3 separate regions of the Mus musculus genome follow, and regions 1 and 3 are each linked to region 2. The links are chromatin contacts, called in public promoter capture Hi-C maps. All regions are on one chromosome and are shown on one strand. Each heading gives the region's core, a stretch centred on a gene start, on an enhancer-like site or on the middle of the called end of the contact. The rest is flanking DNA. Distances are from core to core; before and after follow the strand shown. Region 1 holds the start of Sh3bgr (SH3-binding domain glutamic acid-rich protein). Region 2 holds the start of Dscam (DS cell adhesion molecule). Region 3 holds the start of B230307C23Rik (RIKEN cDNA B230307C23 gene).

What was found. Promoter capture Hi-C pulls out the DNA fragments that hold promoters and counts their contacts.
Region 1: a promoter capture Hi-C map of embryonic stem cells shows a contact between it and region 2, with 5 times the contacts expected there. The contact joins the promoter of Sh3bgr here to the promoter of Dscam in region 2. A contact is called at or near these places in 2 of 39 promoter capture datasets (embryonic stem cells and liver) and 2 of 115 datasets of contacts at active chromatin or transcription factors (astrocytes and embryonic stem cells).
Region 3: a promoter capture Hi-C map of hippocampal neurons shows a contact between it and region 2, with 2.6 times the contacts expected there. The contact joins the promoter of B230307C23Rik here to the promoter of Dscam in region 2. A contact is called at or near these places in 2 of 39 promoter capture datasets (cranial neural crest and hippocampal neurons).

Annotation. Positions count from the first base shown.
Region 1 is chr16:96,199,093-96,201,844 of GRCm38.p6, reverse strand. Sh3bgr (SH3-binding domain glutamic acid-rich protein) reads right to left here and starts at 1,375. Exons shown (of 8, transcript NM_015825.2): 1 at 1,097-1,375. The coding sequence starts at 1,141.
Region 2 is chr16:97,169,356-97,172,265 of GRCm38.p6, reverse strand. Dscam (DS cell adhesion molecule) reads left to right here and starts at 1,531. Exons shown (of 33, transcript NM_031174.4): 1 at 1,531-2,032. The coding sequence starts at 1,990.
Region 3 is chr16:97,995,761-97,998,718 of GRCm38.p6, reverse strand. It overlaps B230307C23Rik (RIKEN cDNA B230307C23 gene), which reads right to left and starts at 1,383. Exons shown (of 4, transcript NM_001362093.2): 1 at 1,283-1,383. The coding sequence starts at 1,285. C030010L15Rik (a long non-coding RNA gene) reads left to right here. Exons shown (of 5, transcript XR_001781957.2): 3 at 932-1,022; 4 at 1,268-1,793.

The DNA of each region.
Region 1 (2,752 bases), core at 126-2,625, 970 kb after region 2:
ATACTACACAACAAATAGAACCACAGAAACCATCCTGGACGAGTGGGTGGGGTTGCCAAACTCTTTTATTTTCTGCCTGCCTTCTCTGAAGATCCTCCTGATTGTCCGCGGTTGGGTGTAGTGGCCTTCAGCAAATTGTGGTTGGGGCTGGTACTTAGCCAGGGCCTGGAAACATCTCTGCGGAGTGACTGTCAGAATTCCAGCCGCAACCTGAGACCCTTCGGAACAGCTATTAAAGGAAACAGCCCCCTCTCTGGTCTCTAACTCTTGGAATTAATAGACTGTTTTCTTCCCACAGCCTTCCTCATTTCTGCTAAGTACTGACTAGAACCTTCACAAGACAGACACTAGAGTCCACCTGAAGCCAGTCTCCTACAATTCATTCCTAGACCTAGAACTGAGTCTCTAAATTGCTCTTATTTCTTCTACCAGCGGGTCTACATAAATGCAGGCTGGAATCAGAGAGTGGGTGGTCTCAAGCAATCCGAGCTAAGCCATATGGAGCTGGGCTTTTAGCTCACACTCTAGGTGCCCTCACATAGGAGAGCATTTAAAACTGTGGGCCTCAGATGGGTTTGCTGCTGTCATTGTGACATCATTTTCTACAAATAATAAGCTCATACCTACTATCTTCTAATGTTTCCAGCTATTTCAAATATAGGAGTAATTGTGCCCCGAGGTCGTTTGGACGATCTGATTCATCTCTCCCTGACCCGTCATCTGTCTCCAAGATTTAGCCTGCGTCTTACAGAATGAATGATAAAGCACTAAAAATTCCAAATGGCTAAAACTACACAGCACTACCAACAGCGCACAAAACACCGGTTAAAAGGAGCATGAAACACTCCCCCCGTCCAGTCACCTTTCACGCCAACCTGCCAGATTACACACTCACATACTTTTTCCAACATCACGAAGACAGAGGCAAAAAAGCGCAGGGCGCTCATGCTCACCGCAGTGTGCAGTTGACTCCCACACAAAAACAAAAACAGCATTCAAGGCCAAAAGCCGGGGCATACCCACTCCTTCTGCCTCCAACCAGGAGTTATCCAGAAAAACACATAGGAAGAAAGCCCACAGAGCCCCAGACACCTACCGCTATGGACCCAGAAGATGTGGCAACAAACACTTTGATAACCATTTCGACAGTCGGAAAGAGGACTCCCCCTAACACACCCCTGCTAGGGAAGTCGCTGGACAAATCCCGCAGTGACGCCCGGGGGAGCAGGTGCCAGGTCAGGGCTGGCGGTGATCCAAGCCTCTGCTCCCAGCCCTCCCCTCCAACCAAGAGGCTAAAGAGCAACGGGGAGGCATCCCGGGCTTCCCCCTCCGTTTGGGATGTCAGGAAAACGATTGGCTGATAAAAGCAGCCACTGGACCCTTTCCCTTATCACTTTAAAGGCCTAACAACAGTCCCTAAAAGGCCAGGCTGAGAGCTCGGGAGCGCACCAATCACAGACCCATGGAGAGGTGCCTAGGGCAGAAGAGGCGGGGCTCTGGAAACTGTGGGGTGTGGAAAAGAAGCGAGTTGTCCAGAGCCTAGGGAAAAGCCCAGAAAAAGTCACCTTATCCAGAACCAGGCTGGATTCACCAGGCCTTGGACAGACCACAGAACTGTGAAGACTGAAACAGCCGCACTGGCCACTTAAATGAAGCGCGGCTTCCTGATTTAAAGTTTTCTAGAGGGTTATTTAAAAACCCAACGAACTGTCACAGGATGGAGATTCCTCTGTGAGTGGCCTGTTTCCTGCTTTCTCCTTCCACCAGCTGTTGGGTGCTGTAAAACTTCACTGACACTTCAGAGCTGGTGGCTGCCGATGACTGTATCTAGAAATAATCTCCCTATTTTAAAGGCTTTGGGAGATGGGGATGTTTATAACAAGCTCTAAAGCATCTTATTTATACAGGTGATTTGAACTGCATTTAAAAAAAATCAGAGTACAAAACTAGTAAAAAAAAAAAAAAAAAAAAAAAGCCCAAATGTTAGCAGCCCAGACTCTGCTGATGGGTTTCAAAGCAAGGTCAAGGACCCATGAGGTGGCTCACTGGATAACGGCCTGCAAGCCCGAACACCTTCCTGAGTTTCATCCCTAGAACTTCATAGTGAAAGGAAAAAAAGCAAATCACACATACACACTCAGACACACAGACACACATATGTGTGCACACATATACACACAACACACACACAGAGACACACATGCACACATATATACCCTAGAACTTTATGGCGGAAGGAAAAAAATACACAAACACACTCACACACAGAGACAGACACACATAAACACACATGTGTGCACACATATGCACACAATAAAAAAACATGCACACTCATACAGAGACACATGCACACACATATACACATAAATATGCACATACATACATGCACACACACAAATACACACATACACAATCACATGCACACACATATATACACATGAATACACAAAGACACACACATGCACACAAATACAATACACACACATACACTCAGACACATGCACACACATACATATGTATACACACAGTAAAAACACAGGCATACTAATACACACAGCCACATGCACACACACACACACACACACACACATATATATATATACATACATACATATACATGAATACACATATGCACACGCACGAATATACACACACATGTTCACACACACAAATACAGACATACACACAAATACACAAAGACATACAGACACACCCATGTACATATATACACACACATACACTCAGACACACA
Region 2 (2,910 bases), core at 282-2,781:
TAGGATATTTTAAATGGTGTATTTCCTTCTTTTTGCAAAAGGAGCCCTTTATTTTTCTTTATACCAGATCCCCAAATTTATATAGCTAGCCTAGCTATATAGAACCTTAGCCACCACTGGCCATGGTAACCAGGCACTAGGCCTAGGCTGCAGAACACCGCAACCATTATAGTTAGAAGTGCTGATGATTTCATTCTGTATGCCAGGGCAGGAACACTCATGAGACGCACACGTATGCTTAGAACTGGTAAGTGGAGGTAGTGGTTTGACTCCAAGCTGTCTGCCTCAGCTTTGTCTTGAGTGCTTGGCTACCAAGCCCCAGCTGAGCCTTAAGATGGTTGGAGTACCTGAAGAATTGTGCCCTAAAAGAACAGGAATGCAGGGAGGGAAATCAGGCCCACTGCCTGCCAGGGAGCACAGCTTTGAGGAACAGGGAGTGAAGAAACACCCTTTGCATGCAAAGGCAGAGGACACTGGGGTTCGTGTGTAGCTGGCAGAGCTGGAGGCGCAGCCTGAGTGGGCGGCAGCACGTGACCACCTACAGCTGCAGAGCAATGGCAGCCAGTGCGGCGTCAGGGCTCAGCTGACCCTTCCTAACACAGGGCCTGGCCATCTTGTGCCCAGCCCTGGTAAAGCACCATTTTATTTCTGCCTCAACATTTGCTTTTCTGGGCTATTCTGTGAGCCGTTTTAGGGGTGCCTAATCTGTAAGTGCACATGTAGTTCAGGCAGAAGATGCCTGATAGTCTGCGAAACTATCTCCATTTCCCATGAAATGGTCCTCTCTTGCCTTCCCTCAAAGCTTTCCCAGTCCATAGTCCTGGCCGTGTGCATTCAATGTTAGACTTTAAATCAGGGCACATTCTGACTCTGTGGGTCATTATTTTGTAAAGTGCCAGATACGGATATGTGCTTTTTGAAGGGCCTTTGTTGAAATAGTATCATTACTTCAAGATCTTTCTGGAGACCCATTTAGGCCATGGTCTGCTGTGCCAAGAAAGGGGTTGCATGTTGGGACTCAATACGCACTATCAGCTATTTTAATCAGTTTTTATACACCACTCAGAGACCAAAATTAGAATCGCTCATGTTTGCACCCTAGTATGTATTAAAGATAATTAAAAATCAGCCAGTGAAGTCAGAGAGCTCTTCCCAGGAGCCGCGAGGACTCCAAGGCAGCATTTCCCTCTAGGCAGATGGACTAGACTTTTCAGGGAGTCAATACGGACTCCGAATCCTGCTGCACATCGCATCAAAACTGCTAACGCCTCGCGGTCACCTCTGCCTAGCTGGCACCCTTCCGGAGTGGTCAGCCCCCGGCCGCATCTCATTAACAACCTGCAAGAACAGAGCTACACACGATGGGCTGTGTGGGGACGCGTCTCTGAGCCTCTGAGCCTCTGAGCCCTGGGTCCCGCCGACTGCGTGATCCGCCGCACTCCTCTGCTGCTGCTTTAAGACTGCAGAGCGCCCCAGCGGCCAGAGCAGGGGAGGGGTCCCCGCTCGCCTCCGCGCGCGGCCCGCCGGGCTCAGGCAGGGAAGGGCAGCACAGGGGACCCGGCGCCCGAGGCCGCCGCAGCAGGATGAGCCTGGCCGCGCGCCTGCTGCCTGGCTGCGGAGGGTGAGGCCGGCGCCCGGGAGGCCGCCGCCTGGCCGCGCTGCGCATCGGGGGGCGCCCGGCATGAGCTCGCGCCCGCGGCTGCGGCTGTGCGCCCGCGCCTGGCTGCCCGCGGCCCGCTGAGCCGAGCCGAGCGCACGGCGCACCTGGGCTGTGTCCGCGGCGCGGGGCGCGGCGCCCGGGAGCAGGTGTGCGGGGGCGCAGCAAGCGGGGAGCGCGGCTGGGCGGCTGGGCGGCCCCCGGGCAGGTGGCGGGCAGCAAGCGGAGCCGGGCCGGGCGCGGCGGAGCGCAGCGCAGCGCGGGGGGCGAGGCCGGCGCGTGGCTCGCTCGCTGGCTCGCTGGCTCGCGGGAGGCCGGGCAGCAGCAGGGGCATGTGGATACTGGCTCTCTCCTTGTTCCAGAGCTTCGCGAATGGTGAGCCTTGCGGTCTGTGCTGATTCCTGTCTGGGAAGGGGCCCGGGGGATGGGTGCGGTGTAGGGGGTTGAATGCATGGGTGAAGTCTTTTCCCTTTCCTTTCCTATCCGGGTTGGAATGTTCGTGCATGCGTTTATTTATTTATTTAAAAAATATATTTGCATTGCTTTGGAGAGGTTAGGCGATACTGATAGGAGGCCGGGGAGGCATCGCTCTGCAATCGTTGGAAGCAGCCTACCTAGCTAGCTAGCCAAGTGCCAGCTCAAAGCCTAACTCCAGAGCTAGACAGCTACCTCATCAGAGCCAGGCAGGTTTGGGAAGAAGAGAAGGGAGATGATCATTGCCACTTTGAATATCATAACCAGAAAAGGACATGGCGTTAGGAGCGTAGGCAGGTGCAGGGGTCAATTAAGACAGTAGCCCTCAGGTTCTGCACTCTTGAGCCTTAAAGCCTCCGCTTTAATTCTGCTACAGTTTATCCTTGAAGGCTGTGGGAAAGATGCGTCTGTCTGCATCCCCCTCGTCCCCTGGACACTACATGTTCCTCGCAGTAGTGTATGTAAAAATATGCACTGCTAGGCATTACATCATCTGTAATGTTGACAAATTTTTTAAAAATCACCTGTATACTTATAAAAGTGAAATTGGTGAATGTTGTACATGGTGTTTCCCCCTCATGCGCAGCTCAGTATAGCCTTTTGAGATGCTTTCTTCCTGATATTTAGAATCTATGGCTTTTGATGGAGTCAGACCCAATTAGTAAGTGTGTCTGCACCTTAGGCTGCCTGTCACAGTGTAAATATGAACTTACATGTATGAATGGCTTTCTCTCCTGTGGCAAAGAGAGGGAACTGTTATCATTTGGTACCGCTTGGAA
Region 3 (2,958 bases), core at 134-2,633, 830 kb before region 2:
CACGATTGACATGAGGGAAAGGAAGGAGATGGGAGACATCTATGAAGTCAGGAGAAAGATGAAGAAACTATGAAGTCAGCAGAAGCATCATACAATGGGACACACTCAGGAGAAGTCTAATCAAATAGTTGCTGCACAAGGGGAAACTCAGTGTATCTGAAAAAATTTCTGACCAAGTCTCTCATGGCCTTGGGACTGATAACCACAACCCCGTACGGTGGGAAGAGTTGTGCTCTCAGAATCTGAAGCAACCCCTCCCAAAGGCCCTGGCCCCAGACTATTACCAGCTCTCCCAAGCATATTCCAGGTCTTAGAGAAGAAGCTCTGTTTTATCTCTATACCCAGAGCCTCAGGGAAAGCTCCCAAGGCCTAGGCCCCAAGCTGTGACTGGCTCTGCCAAGCATGTTCCTGGGTTTCATGAGGAGCTATGTCATTCTCCATATATGGAAACCTCAGGGAAAGTGTAACTTAGCACTCAATACAACAGTGTTTTGTTTTGTTTTCTTTTTTACCTTCTCACATGGTTGTCACTAGGCATCATCTCACCCATGTGGCAGAACTATGCTTTTCTCAAGAAGAAAACTGAACCTTTATGCCACACCAGGCCTTACTGTAGATTGTGATCCTGTAAGGCCCCATAGACCAGCCTGTTAGAGGCCTGCTCTTTGATATGAAGATGAACCTAGTGGATGGTAGTAAATCAAGTTTGTTTCCTTTGTTATGGTTTGGTGCCCAATTTCTGGACAATCCGGGTGAATTAACTTGTGTATCCTAGCAACCTAATCTCTAACAGCCCTAGTTAGCACATTACCTATCTGTGGGATGTTTTACATGCAGTCCACCCTCAGATAAATTCTACTTGGAGTGCCTTACTATCTCCTAAGCTTTAGTAAATCCTTTAGATCATTAATCCTGCACTTTTACATCACAGCTTGATATTGGATTGCTACCCAGCACATGAGATGTCTTTTACAACCTCCACAAAATTAACTCCAATGGATTGTCCACCTTAATGGCAAATGGTAAGAACAGAACTTGCAGAAACTAGTACTCTCTGAGTTTGGGATCATGCCAAAGATCTTTCTACACACAGGCCAAATGCTCTGCACAGATGCAGCCCCCACAGTGAAGTTATTCAGAGGCTACAGCTGGGTCCCCCAAGTGGCTAGGACCTCACACGTGGCCGCCGATTCCCATTCAGTCCTGTGAAAGCCCCACCACACCAGCTCGCGCTGCTGAGACCCCTGCTTCTCCCCATTGTTGGCAGTGACCCTGTGCTTACCATGTCGCAACTTCGGAGCTTGCCTGTGCACAATCCACAGCATCCAACCGCAGGAAACGGAGCACGGCACACAGAACCATTCAAGCACTCAACCAGGAAGCGAAACCGACACCACCGCACCCGGAAAACCCGCCTTCTCTTCTGACACGCAGGTCTGCCTGGAGGCTCTGATTGGCCAGTAAGTCTTGAGTGAGTCGAGCACCTCCCTTAGAGTTAGAGTGTGCTGAAGCCACACAGTGTAGAAGTTCTCAGACCAAGCTTCAAATCCAGGGACGACCTTTTCCAGATCTACAGGGATTTTCATTTCTGTAATACTTGTGCCGGTCCTCCAATAGCCTACCCTTCTGTCTCCCCGCACAGCCCCAGGGAGGAACCACCACTGCACCTATCACTGCTCAGCCGCTTGCTCCTCCCCTATGTGAACAGTTGACCCCGTGCTCAGCAAGTCCTTGACTTTTCAGCCTGAGCTTTCCTCACTCAGTAGACTGTTTGCCTTCCTCCTGGAATCAAGGTAGTTAGCTTGCATAGCTCAACTTGCAGTGGAGTTATCAATCTGTCCTACAAGCGGAAGGGTGCCCAGGATATTAACGATTAAAAAGAGATTTGGGGAAACAATAGTTTTGTTGCGGTTGGGATTCAGACCCGGGACCAGCTTCTGATCTGCATATATTTAACACACCAAAGCTGGCTGGGTGGAGCCATCCAGCAGCCGCGGGAGAACTGAGTTTACCTGAAAGGGGTGCTGGAAATGAAAAGATGGGGGTGGGGGGTACGCGAGAGAAGAATGAAGTCAAGACAAAGATTCTGATCAAGACTCAAAGTTTAATAATAGGCTTTACGTTTATAAAGGGAAAAACCACAAAACCCATCCCCTTCTTTAGCTGGAATATGTTGTAGAACAAGGTCAGCACAGGCAGCCAAAACAGCTAAGTTCCCATGGGAACCTGCAACTGCAGCCAAGACACATGTCTCTATCCAGCTTGATAAGGCCTGTCAAGATGAATGTTCAAGGTCTGCTTAGCCTGCTCAAGGCTGGGAAGGTTACAGCTGAACCTCCAGGTTCTCCCAGCTCTCCTCAGTCTCCACCTGTTACATAGCAAAGTTGGCAGACCCCACCTTGTACCCTGAGCTTTCCTGTCTCCAGAAGATCTTCCTATATAATCCTGACAGTTTGTACTCTTTGTCTCTCTGTTTCATTCTCTCTCTCTCTCTCTCTCTCTCTCTCTCTCTCTGCCTCCTCCTTCCTCCTTCTCCTGCCCTTCCCCCTCCTCCCTCCACTTCCCTCTCCATCTCCCTCCCCCCTGCATGCCTTGCTAGCTCCTTCTCCCCACCTCTGCTCCTTATACTCCCATCCCATAACTTCTCTGACCTCCTTGGGACTAGTGAACTCTCTGGTTCCTTGGGATCACTGAATCCACTAGAGAGCTACCCCCAAATAAACCCCCAAATACTCTAATTTCACTTGGGTTGAGTCCTTCATGCTGGGCTTAGGTAAACTGCAGCTACTTTTCAGCTGGTAAGTATGTGAACCCTGGAAGGCAAACAGGAACCAGATAACAAACCCAGTGGAGCACTATGGTTAGCCAACACATCTTCCTCACTGGGAAGCTAAACATTCATACACAGAGGCTTCTGCAAGGCCTCCCCACCCCAGCTTTTGTAACTTTCTGCCTTCT